2 separate regions of the Muntiacus reevesi genome follow, and region 1 is linked to region 2. A link is a contact called in public Hi-C data. All regions are on one chromosome and are shown on one strand. Each heading gives the region's core, a stretch centred on a gene start, on an enhancer-like site or on the middle of the called end of the contact. The rest is flanking DNA. Distances are from core to core; before and after follow the strand shown. Region 1 holds the start of ZNF596 (zinc finger protein 596). Region 2 holds the start of RAB5A (RAB5A, member RAS oncogene family).

What was found. A called contact is a pair of places that touch in the nucleus more often than the background predicts.
Region 1: a Hi-C map of blood shows a contact between it and region 2, with 2.3 times the contacts expected there. The contact joins the promoter of ZNF596 here to the promoter of RAB5A in region 2. A contact is called at or near these places in 2 of 3 Hi-C or Micro-C datasets (blood and muscle).

What each region holds. Positions count from the first base shown.
Region 1 is chr8:36,288,683-36,295,795 of mMunRee1.1, forward strand. ZNF596 (zinc finger protein 596) reads right to left here and starts at 5,429. Exons shown (of 9, transcript XM_065942599.1): 1 at 4,788-5,429; 2 at 4,489-4,585; 3 at 2,302-2,386; 4 at 148-363.
Region 2 is chr8:36,015,286-36,022,032 of mMunRee1.1, forward strand. It overlaps RAB5A (RAB5A, member RAS oncogene family), which reads left to right and starts at 3,198. Exons shown (of 6, transcript XM_065942929.1): 1 at 3,198-3,528; 2 at 6,516-6,747. The coding sequence starts at 6,609.

The DNA.
Region 1 (7,113 bases), core at 4,179-6,678, 280 kb after region 2:
TTTCTACTCAAATCCATAAACACAACTTGCTACCCCCATACTTATTTCCTTCAATCTGTTTGCATGTCAGTTCCTCAGAGATTCCTTCATTGAATTCCTACCAAAATGAATACTTCACTCTTGGTGAACATGGTCTCCAATACTCACCAGAACCAAATAGACGGAAAACCCAGTGAAGCCAAATATTCTCTGAGGACACTGCCACAACACTCCAGAGTTCAGAGCATCTTTCTCTTTCCAGAAAAAGGATCATTTTGATGAATTCTCTTTTAATGCTGTTGATAATCTCATCAGCGTTTTAATCCAAAGGACAGTATCTAACATGGGTCCCAATCAAGATAAAATCAGAAAATTAGGCAGACCCTGTAGATGAAATTAAGGACAATAGATTGTATTCTTTAGTTCTTGCTTCCTCCTCAAAAGCAAACTTCATGCCTTTTCTCAGACTTCAGTGTTTTATGATTTTGGTTGTTCTGGACAGCACTGAGAATCTGCAGCAAATGAATCCTTCCTCCTCTTTAGTTTTATTTGTAAGAGGATCTGTAATCTAACAACAATATTCACAGACTGTGGACAGAAGAGTGGTGACTCTACATTAGTGTAAATATTTATGCTGAGTAAACATCTATCCAAAGAAAATATCTTTCATTTTCACTACCAAGCAAGAAAAAGCTCATCCAGTGTACGTCTCTTCAAGTTAGATCTAGTTGTTATCCTAATAACTGAAAAACTCTGTAATCCACAAAATTTAAGGTTTTCCAGAATAAATGACTAGTTTCAGGACTGATTTTTATTGTACACAGAATTTGTTTAATTTTTTTAACTGTAAAATAACACATACACATATTATTTATCATCTTAAGTCATTTTTACATGTATAATTCAGTGGTGTCAAATACATTCATAGTGTTGTGCAACCATCTTCAATGCTCTTCATCTAGTAAAACTGAAACTCTGCACCCACTAAACAACCACTCCCCATTCCCCTCTCCTCCCAATGCCTGGAAACAATCATTCTACTTTCTGTCTCTAAGTAGGACTTTGTTTTTTTTTGGGTTGTGCCAGAATAGAAGTGGGAAGTATCCTAGAAATCAGTGCAGGTGCTTGAGTCAGAACCCAGCAAAGAGAGGAAAAAAGATGAAATTCAAAAATGGTATCAAAGAGCTGAAATTGTAATGATTTTTGGAAGATATGATTTCAAACTAAAAAAAAAAAGCCATATAAGAATCCAATTTAACTATCACACCTAATAATACTTTTTAAAGTGGACAAATCCAACCTTAATGTACTGAAATCAATGTTTCCTACTTAGTAACAATAGTTTAAAAACTAAGTAAACATACGAAAGCTAGTCTCTATGTATTACAGCAAAACATTATGACTCTAACTTCAAATAAATTTGCAAACCCATGCAAAGAAATTTTAACACTTTTTGAGGACATAAATGTGACATGAACAAAGTCTGCCAAACCAAATTCTTAGACTAGAGGACATGGTGACAAAAAAATCTGTGACTGCAGAAATTTGATGCAACTCAAGTTTAAAAGTCATATGCAGAATCTGAAAAAGAATATATATACATGTATGTATGTAAAACTGAACCAATTTGCTGTACATCTAAAACAACATTGCAAATCCAGTATACCCCCGAAAAATCATAATGCGATATTTCACATAAAAAATGAGAAGCATCCTAAAAGTTGATTTTTGTCTCAGTTTTGATTGGGGATGAGGATATAGCCAAAATAACTGTGAAAAGGAAAAAAAAAACCTGGAGACTAGTCAAGTTACATCTGAACCTATAATTATTTGAAACTTTAAAACAGTTCAAATTAAATAGTTGAAATGAACAGTATTAAACAATATATTAGGACTAAATGAACATAATATTTTATACTATGAAACAGGGGACACCTTATGAAGGGGAAAAAAGCAAAGGTCATGCTTTTGGTTTCACTGCATCAACATTATCAGACCAAAGTGTCTGTGTTTATGTAACTAAACCATAGACTAGAAAAATAAGTAGGAAAATTCATTCTATATATACATGTCTATAAAGAATAACCTTTACTCAGTCTCTTAAGTAATTAGTAAAATGGAAATTAGGAACAAAGAGTTGTCATTTTATCCAAATCTACAATTATACACATATATTTAAAATGAATCCTGGTTAAGGTACGAGGGGACAGAGAGATGAGGACTTCTCGGCAACTGTGTACTGTGTGTAGGGAGCATGGTGCCAACACCTGTTACAAAATGAAATGTACCATCTCTTGGCTCAGCAACGAAACCCCAACTTACCCAAAAAGGAGGAACACTCATTATCTGTAGACAAGTCAATTCTTTTCAAATTCATGAACACCAACTTCTCTCTGGGATAGGTGTGCTGTGAACAATGTTAAAATCCTCTTACTATTAGACATTTTGGGTTGATTCTGTTTTTAAACAATTACAGAATAAAATATACTACATGATATGGATGAAATGCCACCTTAATTTGTCATGGCTAAGTCTCTTATTACAGGCCAAATACAAAGATTTATGTTGTTAAGCTTCAGCTGCATTGTACAACCAGGTAAAACACTTCCCCCCTCTCCACAATTTTCTTTCATCTTCGTCTACCTCCACCTCTTGTGCCTATGCAGTCCCCACTAGCAATCTTATTGACTGCATGGTGTTCAGTTCCTGCCTCTAGTCAATGTCTGGGCATGCAGCATTGCTCATGATGGCCCCCCGAATGGAACCATGTCCCAAGTCCCATGTCACTGGCTGACAGTGAGAGAGAATTGGTCTGGAGATGGGAGAGGCCATAGATGAGTGAGGAAATGTCTTAGGCAGGACACCTGAGAGTCAGATTTTAGCATGTCCTAAGAACAGCATTACAGGAAAGAGAGGGCAGATCAACCAGCAGATAATACGAACTTTCCCAGATAAAGATTTACTCCTGACTTCTCATCTTTTCCCTCCTCTGAGTGTCTTGCTCAGGCCAGAAGTCAGTCCTCAGTGTTGGCAATGTGCCATTCATGCCTTCAAATAACTTCTCCCCTTTCTGGCCACAACCACACATGTAGGGGAGAAATTCAACATTTAGAAAAAATGGTCCTCTGCGTCTGCTGAACTATTACGAAACAGGGCCAATAAACTCCTACATGGGCACCAACAGCTAAGTTTCTCTGCCCCTCTATGCTGTAAAGCCCACACATCACACGGCAGACATGGGAAGGCGAGTTGGTACAACCCTCCCTTTCAAGTCACTCCTCACAGTGTCTTCCAGCACCTGCTGAGCACAGCATCGCCAGGTAGGATGGGCAGAGGTCTCCTCCTCTCCTGTTGCTGAGCTTCCCAGGCTCTCTTTCACTCTCTAACATCCAAAGTACATCCCCCTTTCTCCTCCAAGTTCCCTTTCCTGAACCAAGTGCCACCTCCTCCTTGGAGAAATACCTCTGTTCTGTGCTTAGTTTAAAAAATCTTGATCCTTCCCTACCAGTTGCCTTTTGACTACGTGAGAATGTGTCCTGAGGCACATGGAAAGACAAATGAACAGGAAAGAGGAACCGTTACTGGCCTCACAGGCATGGGGTGGTCGGGGATCATTCTCACCCCTGCCCCTAAAGATTCCAGATCTCATTTCATTTTCCTGAGCAAGGGCAAGTTGTCTTTCATGGTTGTAATCATCTTGATTAAAACAATTTAATTTCTATTTTCCACAATAGATATTGAAATATACAATTCTATGAATATATAAAAAGTATAACATTAAGAACACTTTTAAGTAATGGCATTGGGAAACACAAAAGTTCAGCTATGAAAATAGCTCTGAGTAACGTACTCATCATGAACAAATGAGATCTGTGAGAACAAAGTTCTAGAATCATTCAGTCTATCGTTCAATATTTCCCAAACAAACAAAAAAATAAAGGAAATTTGAAGAGAGCATATGCGTAGTTGAAAACTGTAGCTCACAGACCAATAAATTAAAAACTCACATACAGAAGAAAGAATGCTGTTGAACAATGGACCAATTGTTTAAACTACCTAGTACTGACTTTTAAGACAAAAGTCATTAATATCCCTACCAAGTGCACACCGAAATAGTGTACAAATTATTTACTAAGCACCAGAGAATACTTTTAGTACATAATAATGACAAGAAAAGGACCGAGGTCTCATGATCTGAATCTGACACAATACACTTAAAGTAATTTGGAAAATTTTAGAGGATGAGATGGTTGGATGGCATCACCGACTCCATGGACATGAGTTTGAGGAAACTCCGGGAGTTCGTGATGGACAGGGAGGCCTGGCGTGCTGGGGTCCATGGGGTCGCAAAGAGTCAGAGACGACCGACCGACTGAACTGAACTGAACTGAATGAATCTGGAACCTATCCTTTTACTTTTCTCAACTGCTACTGCTAGTGAAAGTCCCCTCCTCCATTCTGTCCTTGGCTATCTCCGTACTGATCTCCTTTTTGTCTGTTTTCATGTACCATAATGCCTCTTACGGCTTCCGCGGTGGGTCAGCTGGTAAAGAATCCGCTTGCAATGCGGGAGACCTGAGTTCGATCCCTGGGTTGGGAAGATCACCTGGAGAAGAGAAAGGTTACCCATGGGAGAATCTGTACAGTCCAAGGGGTCGCAAAGAGTAGGACACACTGAGCAATTTTCTCACTTCACACACGTTGCTTCTTATTCAGTCACTTTCCTTTCTTACCGGTATTTTGTCTCTCCAGTTCCACTGCACCCACCTCCCTCCCTCCTCTATTCTACTTTTCAAGTCCTCACTCACCTTTACTTCTTCCGTCTCCTGGTTCAGTCTCGGCCTCACCGCCCCATTCGACACCCATGGAATGGAGCAAAGATGCTCTGCTCAGGAGGACACTGTCCCGTGAGGGAGCGATACCCGTGCCGGCAGATAGGACTTGGGACAGAAGGTCACGGGGCGTCACTGGACAGGGCCGATGCCCTCCCCAAGGGGGCTCAGGGGCCTTACTGAGGCGGTGACTGCGGAGCGAGCGGCGGGGCCGGGCCGCTTCTGGAGAAGACGGGGGACTGAGGATTCGCGGGGCCGCGGGAGGGCGCGGAGTCCCGGGCGGCCCCGGGGGGCGCAGAGGGCGAGAGCTCACGTTGCGAGTGGAGACCTGACACAGCGTGGTTCGGGGCGGGACCCCGTGAAGAGACCGTAGGCCGGAAGGCCGGACCGGAATGGCCCCGGATCCGGAAACGGACGCGACTCGAACCCGGCAGCGGAGCTCCCGGCATCGCGAGTCTCAGGGGTCTCCAGGCCAGCGGCGCGAGAGCGGGTCTGTGACGTCGGCAGGGACTCGGGCCCTGGTGTGAAGGAAGAGGTGGGGCGGAGCCGAGGAGCGCGAGAAGTGCCCAGGACCACACTCACCCTAGAGGCCCTGCGCTCCCGACATCCGCTTCCGGGTCCGCGGGCAATTACGTAAGGGGGCGTGGCCTTAGTCAGGGGGCGGTGGGGCCGGGGTGGGGCGGAGTCTCGGAAGGCCTCGCCCAGGGTGGGCGTGTCCTGAGCGCGGAGGGAGGCTGGAGCGGCGTGGGGCGTGTCCTCTCGGTGAACATTACGTGCGCGGTTGGAGCCCTCCGGCCGAGCCTTCCCGTCCTGCCCTCCGCCGGTTCCTGATCCGCAGGTGCGGGCTGACACACCTCAGTCTTCTGTCTTTGGCTGTGCGGGCGGTGGGGCTGCTTCCTCCTGGCTTCGGGATCAAGTGTTTCGAGCTACTCCAGATCGGAGCTGACAGTTGTGAGGCCTTTCCTAGTGAATGCTGGGATGTTTCCCTGTTACCGTGTGGAAAACGGGTTACGTTGAAATCACCTCTCGCTCCTGGAGACTCCCGTGAGGACTCGGCCTCAGGCGGGGACCTGGCTGGGCCCAGCTGGGTCCTGCGGTTCCTGCCCTCCCTGCGCTCGAAATGGTCTGAGCTGGCGATGGAAACCAAAAGGAACAGGGTTTCCCTTTCTGTCCCCATTCACCAGGGAGGCAGCACGAGCCCTGGGCTCATCACCGGGGACTTCATATCATGTCCATGATAGTGTGGACAATCTCCTAATTCAAGTCATTAATTTCTAAATATACGGTATTTTCACATTGACCTTATTCCCACGGCCATCTGAAATAGTGTTCAGTTCAGTTGCTCAGTCGTGTCCGACCCTTTGCGACCCCATGGACTGCAGCATGCCAGGCCTCCCTGTCCATCATCGACTGCGGGAGCTTGCTCAAACTCATGTTTATTGAGTTGGTGATGCCATCAACCATCTCATCCTCTGTCGTCCCCTGCTCCTCCTGCTTTCAGTCTTTCCCAGCATCAGAGTCTTTTCCAGTCAGTTCTTTGAATCAGGTGACCAAAGTATTGGAGCTTCAGCATCAGTCCTTCCAATGACTATTCAGGACTGCTTTCCTTTAGGATTGAGTGGTTGGATCTCCTTGCTGTCCAAAAGACTCTCAAGAGTCTTCTCCAACACCACAGTTCAAAAATATCAATTCTTTGGCACTCAGCTTTCTTTATGGTCTAACTCTCACATCCATACATGACTATTGGATAAACCACAGCTTTGATTAGATGGACCTTTGTTGGAAATGTTGTTGGAAAATAATGTTGTCAGAAAATGTCAGGAAATAGTGTTAAAGAAGAAATGTCAGTGACATTTGTTAAAGCTGGTAAAATAAAATTTGTAAACATAAAATTATCTGTGTTTGTTTGGGCCTTCTCCCTCCATAATGTGCCTGTGAGTTTGCATGCACATTAACCAGAGCTCCTCAAAGATGAGATTGCCTGCTCAACCACAATATTGCCTTTTTTTCCTTTTCTTTTGAAGCTAGCAATTGTTGTTATTTAGTCCCTAAGCTGGACTTCGCTGGTGGCTCAGACGGTAAAGAGTCTGCCTACAATGTGGGAGACTTGTATCCCTGGGTCAGGAAGATCCCCTGGAGAAGGAAATGGCAACCCACTCCAGTATTCTTGCCTGGAAAATCCCATGGATGGAGGAACCTGGTAGGCTACAGTCCTTGGGATCGCAAAGAGTAGGACACGACTGAGAGACTTCACTTTCACTTTCAGTCACTAAGTTATGTCTGTTTGCGACCCCATGGACTG
Region 2 (6,747 bases), core at 1,948-4,447:
GAAGACAGGAGTGAGACTTTTCAACATAAATCATTTGAATTTTGATTCACAAGAACAAACTAATGACAAAATTAAAATGTGAAACGTGTGGATGGCATAAAAATGAACACAGTGGTGCTAACTTTGGAACGTGAGTGACTTGAACTTTTATTTAAAAATACTTTCATCCTTATAATAGCCAGGACATGGAAGCAACCCAGATGCCCATCAGCAGATGAATGGATAAGGAAGCTGTGGTACATATACACCATGGAATATTATTCAGCCGTTAAAAAGAATTCATTTGAATCAGTTCTAATGAGATGGATGAAACTGGAGCCCATTATACAGAGTGAAGTAAGCCAGAAAGATAAAGAACATTACAGTATACTAACACATATATACGGAATTTAGATAGATGGTAGCGATAACCCTATATGCAAAACAGAAAAAGAGACACAGAAGTACAGAACAGACTTTTGAACTCTGGGGGAGAACGTGAGGGTGGGATGTTTTGAAAGAACAGCGTATATATTATCTATGGTGAAACAGACCACCAGCCCAGGTGGGATGCATGAGTCAAGTGCTCGGGCCTGGTGCACTGGGAGGACCCTGAGGAGTCGGGTGGAGAGGGAGGTGGGAAGGGGGATAGGGATGGGGAATACGTGTAACTCTATGGCTGATTCATATCAATGTATGACAAAACCCACTGAAATGTTGTGAAGTGATTGGCCTCCAACTAATAAAATAATATTAAAAAAAATAAATAAATAAAAATAAAAATACTTTCATCTTATTTTCCTTAAAAATCAATACATAAGGGAGTTCTATATCTGTCAAGTACCACACATTTTATAATAGAATGCTTACATCGTACATATCCTGACCCTAAACTACCAATTCAGAATACAGGTGGCACTGAAGCAAGATTTGTACTTAATCCCAGCTGTCAGGCAATCAATACTGATGACCTCACAACAGGGCTATAAATAATAAACAGCAAACTGAAAAAAACATCCCTCAGCCTGAGGAAAAATCAATTTAACACTCTACCAAATTCCAAAAGGATTTTTGTTTTGTTTGGTTTCAGATGCCCAGACTGCCTGGTGTCTGAGATTGTAGTGAAACAGTTTTTAACTTTTTATTTTATATTGGAGTATTGCCAATTAACATTGTTTGTGATAGTTTCAAGTGGGACTCAGCCATACAAATATGTGTATCCATTCTCCCCTGAGTGGCTTCTCAGGTGTCACAGTGGTGAAGAATCCACCTGCCAATGCAGGAGATGCAAGAAATTCGTATTTGATCCCCGGGTCCAGAAGAGACCCTGGAGTAGGAAATGGCAACCTTCTCCAGTACCCTTGCCTGGAACATTCCATGGAGAGAAGCCTGGCAGGTTACAGTCCCTGGCGTTTCAAAAAGCCTGACAGCACTCAATGGCGAACACACATTCTCCTCCAACTCCCCTCCTAGCGGGGCTGCATTTTACATTGAGCAGAGCTCCCTGGACTACACAGTAGGTGCTTGTTGGTTATGCGTTTAAAATACAGCAGTAATAGCCAGGACATGGAAGCAGCCTAGATGCCCATCAGCAGATGAATGGATAAGGAAGCTGTGATACATATACACCATGGAATATTACTCAGCCGTTAAAAAGAATTCATTTGAATCAGTTCTAATGAGATGGATGAAACTGGAGCCCATTATACAGAGTGAAGTAAGCCAGAAAGATAAAGACCAGTACAGCATACTAACACATATATACGGAATTTAGAAAGACACTATATGCAAAACAGAAAAAGAGACACAGAAGTACAGAACAGACTTTTGAACTCTGTGGGAGAAGGTGAGGGTGGGATGTTTTGAAAGAACAGCATGTATATTATCTATGGTGAAAGAGATCACCAGCCCAGGTGGGATGCATGAGACAAGTGCTCGGGCCTGGTGCACTGGGAAGACCCAGAGGAATCGGGAGGTGGGAGGGGGGATCGGGATGGGGAATACGTGTAACTCTATGGCTGATTCATATCAATGTATGAGAAAACCCACTGAAATGTTGTGAAGTAATTAGCCTCCAACTAATAAAAAATAAAATAAAATAAAATACAGCAGTGTGTACATGTCCATTCCAAACTCCCTATCCCCTCCCTCCAACCTTCCCTCCTGGCAAACATGTTAGTTCTCTAACTTCCTGCAAAGGAAGCTAATGAATGTCTTGGGTTCTTTAACCGAACTGTGCTTAGGAACTCAGGTTCCGAGCCAGTCTGCAATTTAAAGACGATTTCAGCACCTACTCCGCCGCGATTCTGGACAAGTTACACAATCTCCGTGTCTTGAATTCTTTACCAGTTAAACAGGCAGGGCACATTTACGAATTCCACAAACAGGACTGAAGACTTCCAGGCTGTCAGTCACTGTGCTAGACAGCAGCGAGACCACTCTGTGGAGGTCATATTCCAATGGAGGAAGTTGGAATAGTCTCAGAGTGAAAGCCTCCTAGCGTAGGAAGAAAAATGGATTGATTCCTGTGAAGAATTTAGTACAAACACTAACCCATGACAGGAAATTCTCTGTAAAAGCTACCTATTATTTCATAATGTGCCCTTCTCCACCCCAAACTGGTAAAACTCTCGGGAGAAGCAGATTATTAGGGAAGACCTCCCCGCCTAAAGACGCCTCTGGGTCACACCCTCCTCCCCGGAGTAAACGCCCCTCACCAGCCTTCACCCACCCATCCACCCCCAAGGTCGCGCGTCAGGAGCCTCTCTCTGCCAGAAAAGTCTACCGAGCTAGCAGAGTCGGTGGTGCAGGGTAAGGGGCGGGGGACACCGCGCCAACAGTGACAGCCCTACGTCGGCCCGAACTCTCCAGGGTGCCCCCGAGAGCAGAGCAGCTAAAGAACCCCTCGCTGCCGTTCCCAGCCCTCGGCCTGAAGGCGCCCCAAGCCGCCAGGCGAACAATGGTGCGGGCGAGGGCGGGGCTGCGCGCGCAGGGGCCGCAGGGGCTGGGAGGTGGCCCGCGGCTGGACCCGCCCCACGGCGGGCGGGGGTCACGTGACCCCATGCGGCCCCGCCCCGCCAGGAAGGGCTCTGGGAGCCGGCGGGGGCGCGGACGGAGCGGGCGGGCGGGCGACGGCGGAAGTGACGGAGGGGCGCGCCTCGCTACGTGCGGCGACGTGGCGGCGAGGCCGGCGCCCGGCGGCGGAAGTGGCTTTCGCGCTGAGACTGGAGTGTTTGTGTTTTGGTTTGCGGAGGCGCCGGCGGCGGGCCTGAGGGGAGGAGGGAGGAGGAGGAAGAATCAGTGGGAGCTCGAGCGCCGGGCGGCGGCTGCGGAGGAGGAGGAGGAGAAAGGAAAGAGGAAGGCGGAGCGGAGAGAGGCGGGGACGGAGCCCGACGGGGGCGGCACCGCGGCGAGATCCCCGCACCGTCCAGTCTGAGGGGAGCGGCGCGACTGGAGGACGCGCCGCCGCCGCTTCAGGCCCCGCTTGGGCTACGCCTGGAACCTGCAGCCGGAGCTTCGGCGCCGCGGCTTAGCGCGCTGCGAGCCCAGGTAGCCCCGCCGGCCTTCCGCCCGCGAAGCGGGTCAGAGCCCCGGTGGTCCGCGGGCCCCACCGTCACAGGGGCCCCCAGCCTTCCTGCTCGCGCCGGAGCCCCGAACCGGAGAGCCGCCGGACGTGGTGTCTCGGCCCGGCGGCTCCGGTGGCCCTCTGAAGGGGCCCCGGAGGCCAGGGTTTGGCGACCGGCCGAGGGAGCGGCGGGTGTCACCCCGTTCCCTTCTCAAGATGGCGCCGCGAGAGCGGCCCGGAGGCCGCGGCGCCTCTGCCCTGTCCCGGCAGCCGGGTGGGGTGTCCGCAGCCGGAGTCGGGCCGGGTTCGGGGAAGAGGCAGTAGGGATGCGCGCGGGCCGGTGGGCCTGCCTACTGGCCGGTCGGAGCTGCTGCGGGTGGCTCCTGTGTTCCCCGAGGAGGAACCTGGGCCTCTGGCAGGTGTGAATTCGGGGAGCTCCGCCCACCCCGGCTCCCCGAGCCGGGTAATGGAGGGAGGCGGCGGCCCGGGGAGCCCGGCTGTCTGGGGACTCTTGTCTTCGCTCTGGAAGGTGGTGTTTCAGGTGAAGAGCCTGAAAACAACCTGACACAGCTAGGCCGCCGAAGCCGTCAGACGGTAGAGCCCTTTGAACGTGCTCTGCTGTTCGCCTCCCTGCAAACTGGCTGCTCTCTGAAGACTTGCAGACTTTTTAAGCTCTGAACGTCATAATTCACATTGGTTTTTGTCTTTTGCTGAAGTGAAGCCTAAGTGTCCAATCAGTTGCCTTTCATATAACTAGTGGGGGAAAACAACCACATGGACACCACTGCGATAATTCTTGGCAGTTCAGAAACTTAATTCTTAATATAAAATGGGGATCATAAGAGCTTCTTAAGGTTGCTGTAAGCCTAATTCGTGGAATGGTGATTGGCAAAAAATAAGTGCCTAGTAAATGTTAGCTGATGTTATGAATTCAATTTTAATCAAAGAGCACCCAGAAGGACTTTAACTACAGAATAGCAGTTATTTTCAAAAGATTTAAAATGCATTTTCTGCAAAATCTTTGGTTTTGGAACACAAAAGTTTGTAATGAATATTACAGAATATAACTTTTAACCTTAATGTAGTGCTATTTATATTCATAATTAGATTTAGTTAATATTTTTGTTGGAGGCCTTTGGAGGGAACTATAACCAAAGCTAAATTTTTTTTTCCCCTTTAATGAGCATCTGGTGTTTTCCCTGAAATTTCAGGAGCACTATAGGAATTCAGAGCATGTTGTCCTTGATGAGTAACTCAGTTTGCTGTTTTGTAGGTAATAGTTGGGAAGTGTTTCAGTTGCTGTTGTGTGTAATGTGTGAAGGTTTGTTGGTACATTTTCAGTTTACATGACATTTTGTTGATATTTGGTCATTATTTCATCAAAGGGGCACTTTAATTGCCTATTTTCAATCGCTGCTATGTGTTGACCACTGTATCAGAAATATTTTACGTATATATTCTCTTAATTCTCACAGCAGTTATGAAAATTGGATATTCTGGAGTAGAGAGCTTGAAATGAAAGCACTTGCTCCAACAGAAATTAGTACAGCTATATCGAATTAGATCCCCAAATGTAGTATGTTTGGGAGTGGTGGGAGGATAGATGTGAGATTGGAGCATTTTTTTAATCACAGAAAATTCTTTATGCAGAAGTAGGAAGAATAGTATAATGAACCCATCAACTAGCTTCAGTTATCTTGTTTTATTTATATCCCCATTGTTTGGGAGCAACTCAGATCTATTATTTCATTTGTAAATATTTTAGGTACAGTATGTATTACTGAAAGATAAGAGGTCTTCAACACTGCCGTTTAGATAAAGTAGAGGTGATTTTATTGTCTTGGATGTATGATCTCATAGATACGTTTATTAATGAGTTCACTGTTAAGGGAGATTCTTGTATAAACTCATTTCATGGGTGAGACAGATTTCTTAGGAGGTATCTAAATGAAATCCAACAGTGACTTGAGAAGGAGAATCGTCATATTTAATGTTATTAGCACATGGTCAGATTTTGATTAAAAGTAGAAGAAAGCTATTATAGTTGATTTGTGAGTAGCTTAGAAAATAATTTTTTAAAAGTTTGCTGATTACTTTGAGAATTATCATTATTAAATGATAAAAGAAGACTTAGAAGTTTAGCTTTAGGCTAGTTTTTTGTAAGCGTGTTAAATAGAAAATAATGACACGTTTAATTGTTAGCCCCAAAACTACAGAAGAGTAGAAGTAAATAAGACACTAATTCACTCACTATCCGGAGAACCGCTGTTGACACTTCCACGAATGATGTATTTTAGAACATGAGAATACAGTATTAAATCCTTTAGCCACCAGAAATAGATCTACTTAAAATATTTGTTGCTCCAAAGATACCATTCAATAAAAAGCATGTGCCATTTAAAAGGAGCCTTCAAATAATAGTGGCTGACTTTTATTGAACTTACTGTTTTAAGCTCTGTTCTAAGATTTTTCCCTTAATTGACTTAATTTTACTCAAAACCGTTTTAACCTAAGTAGTTGAGTTCCAGAACCAGAACTAGTCACCTTTCAGGTTGCATGGGTTGAAACTCAGTTCTGTTGAAGCTCTCTCACAGTAACTGTGTGACCTTAGTCAAGTTAGCTAACCTTTCTGTGCCTGTTTCCTTATTTTTTAAGGATTGGAATAGGCAACTTTATAGGATTGTTGAGTGGCTATGTTAAATAATTAAAACCATCTAGCACAAAATTGAGTCTTTAATAAAGGTTAGGTTTAAAATGTTTACAGAGCCTTAAAAATTACAGTATGATTTTAGGGTCAAAGCTCGTGCCTTTACTTATTAATCAAGGCAGTGAATTAAATGACAGTGTCCAATAGAGGTTATAATTGTCATGTATTAATGTGTTACAGGCAAAATTTTAAAGTGATAATATGAGGTTTGCTTTGTTTTGCTGATTTGTATTCTTAATTACTTTATATTTGTTTTTTTTACAGGTTTCTTTACCTCCAGAAAGAAAAGAATTGACACCTTGCATCCTGGAAGTTCATTTAAGAAACTGAAATTAGGGACTTCTTTCAAATTTGGACATGGCTAATCGAGGCGCAACAAGACCCAACGGGCCAAATACTGGAAATAAAATATGCCAGTTCAAACTAGTACTTCTGGGAGAGTCTGCTGTTGGCAAATCGAGCCTTGTGCTTCGTTTTGTGAAGGGCCAGTTTCATG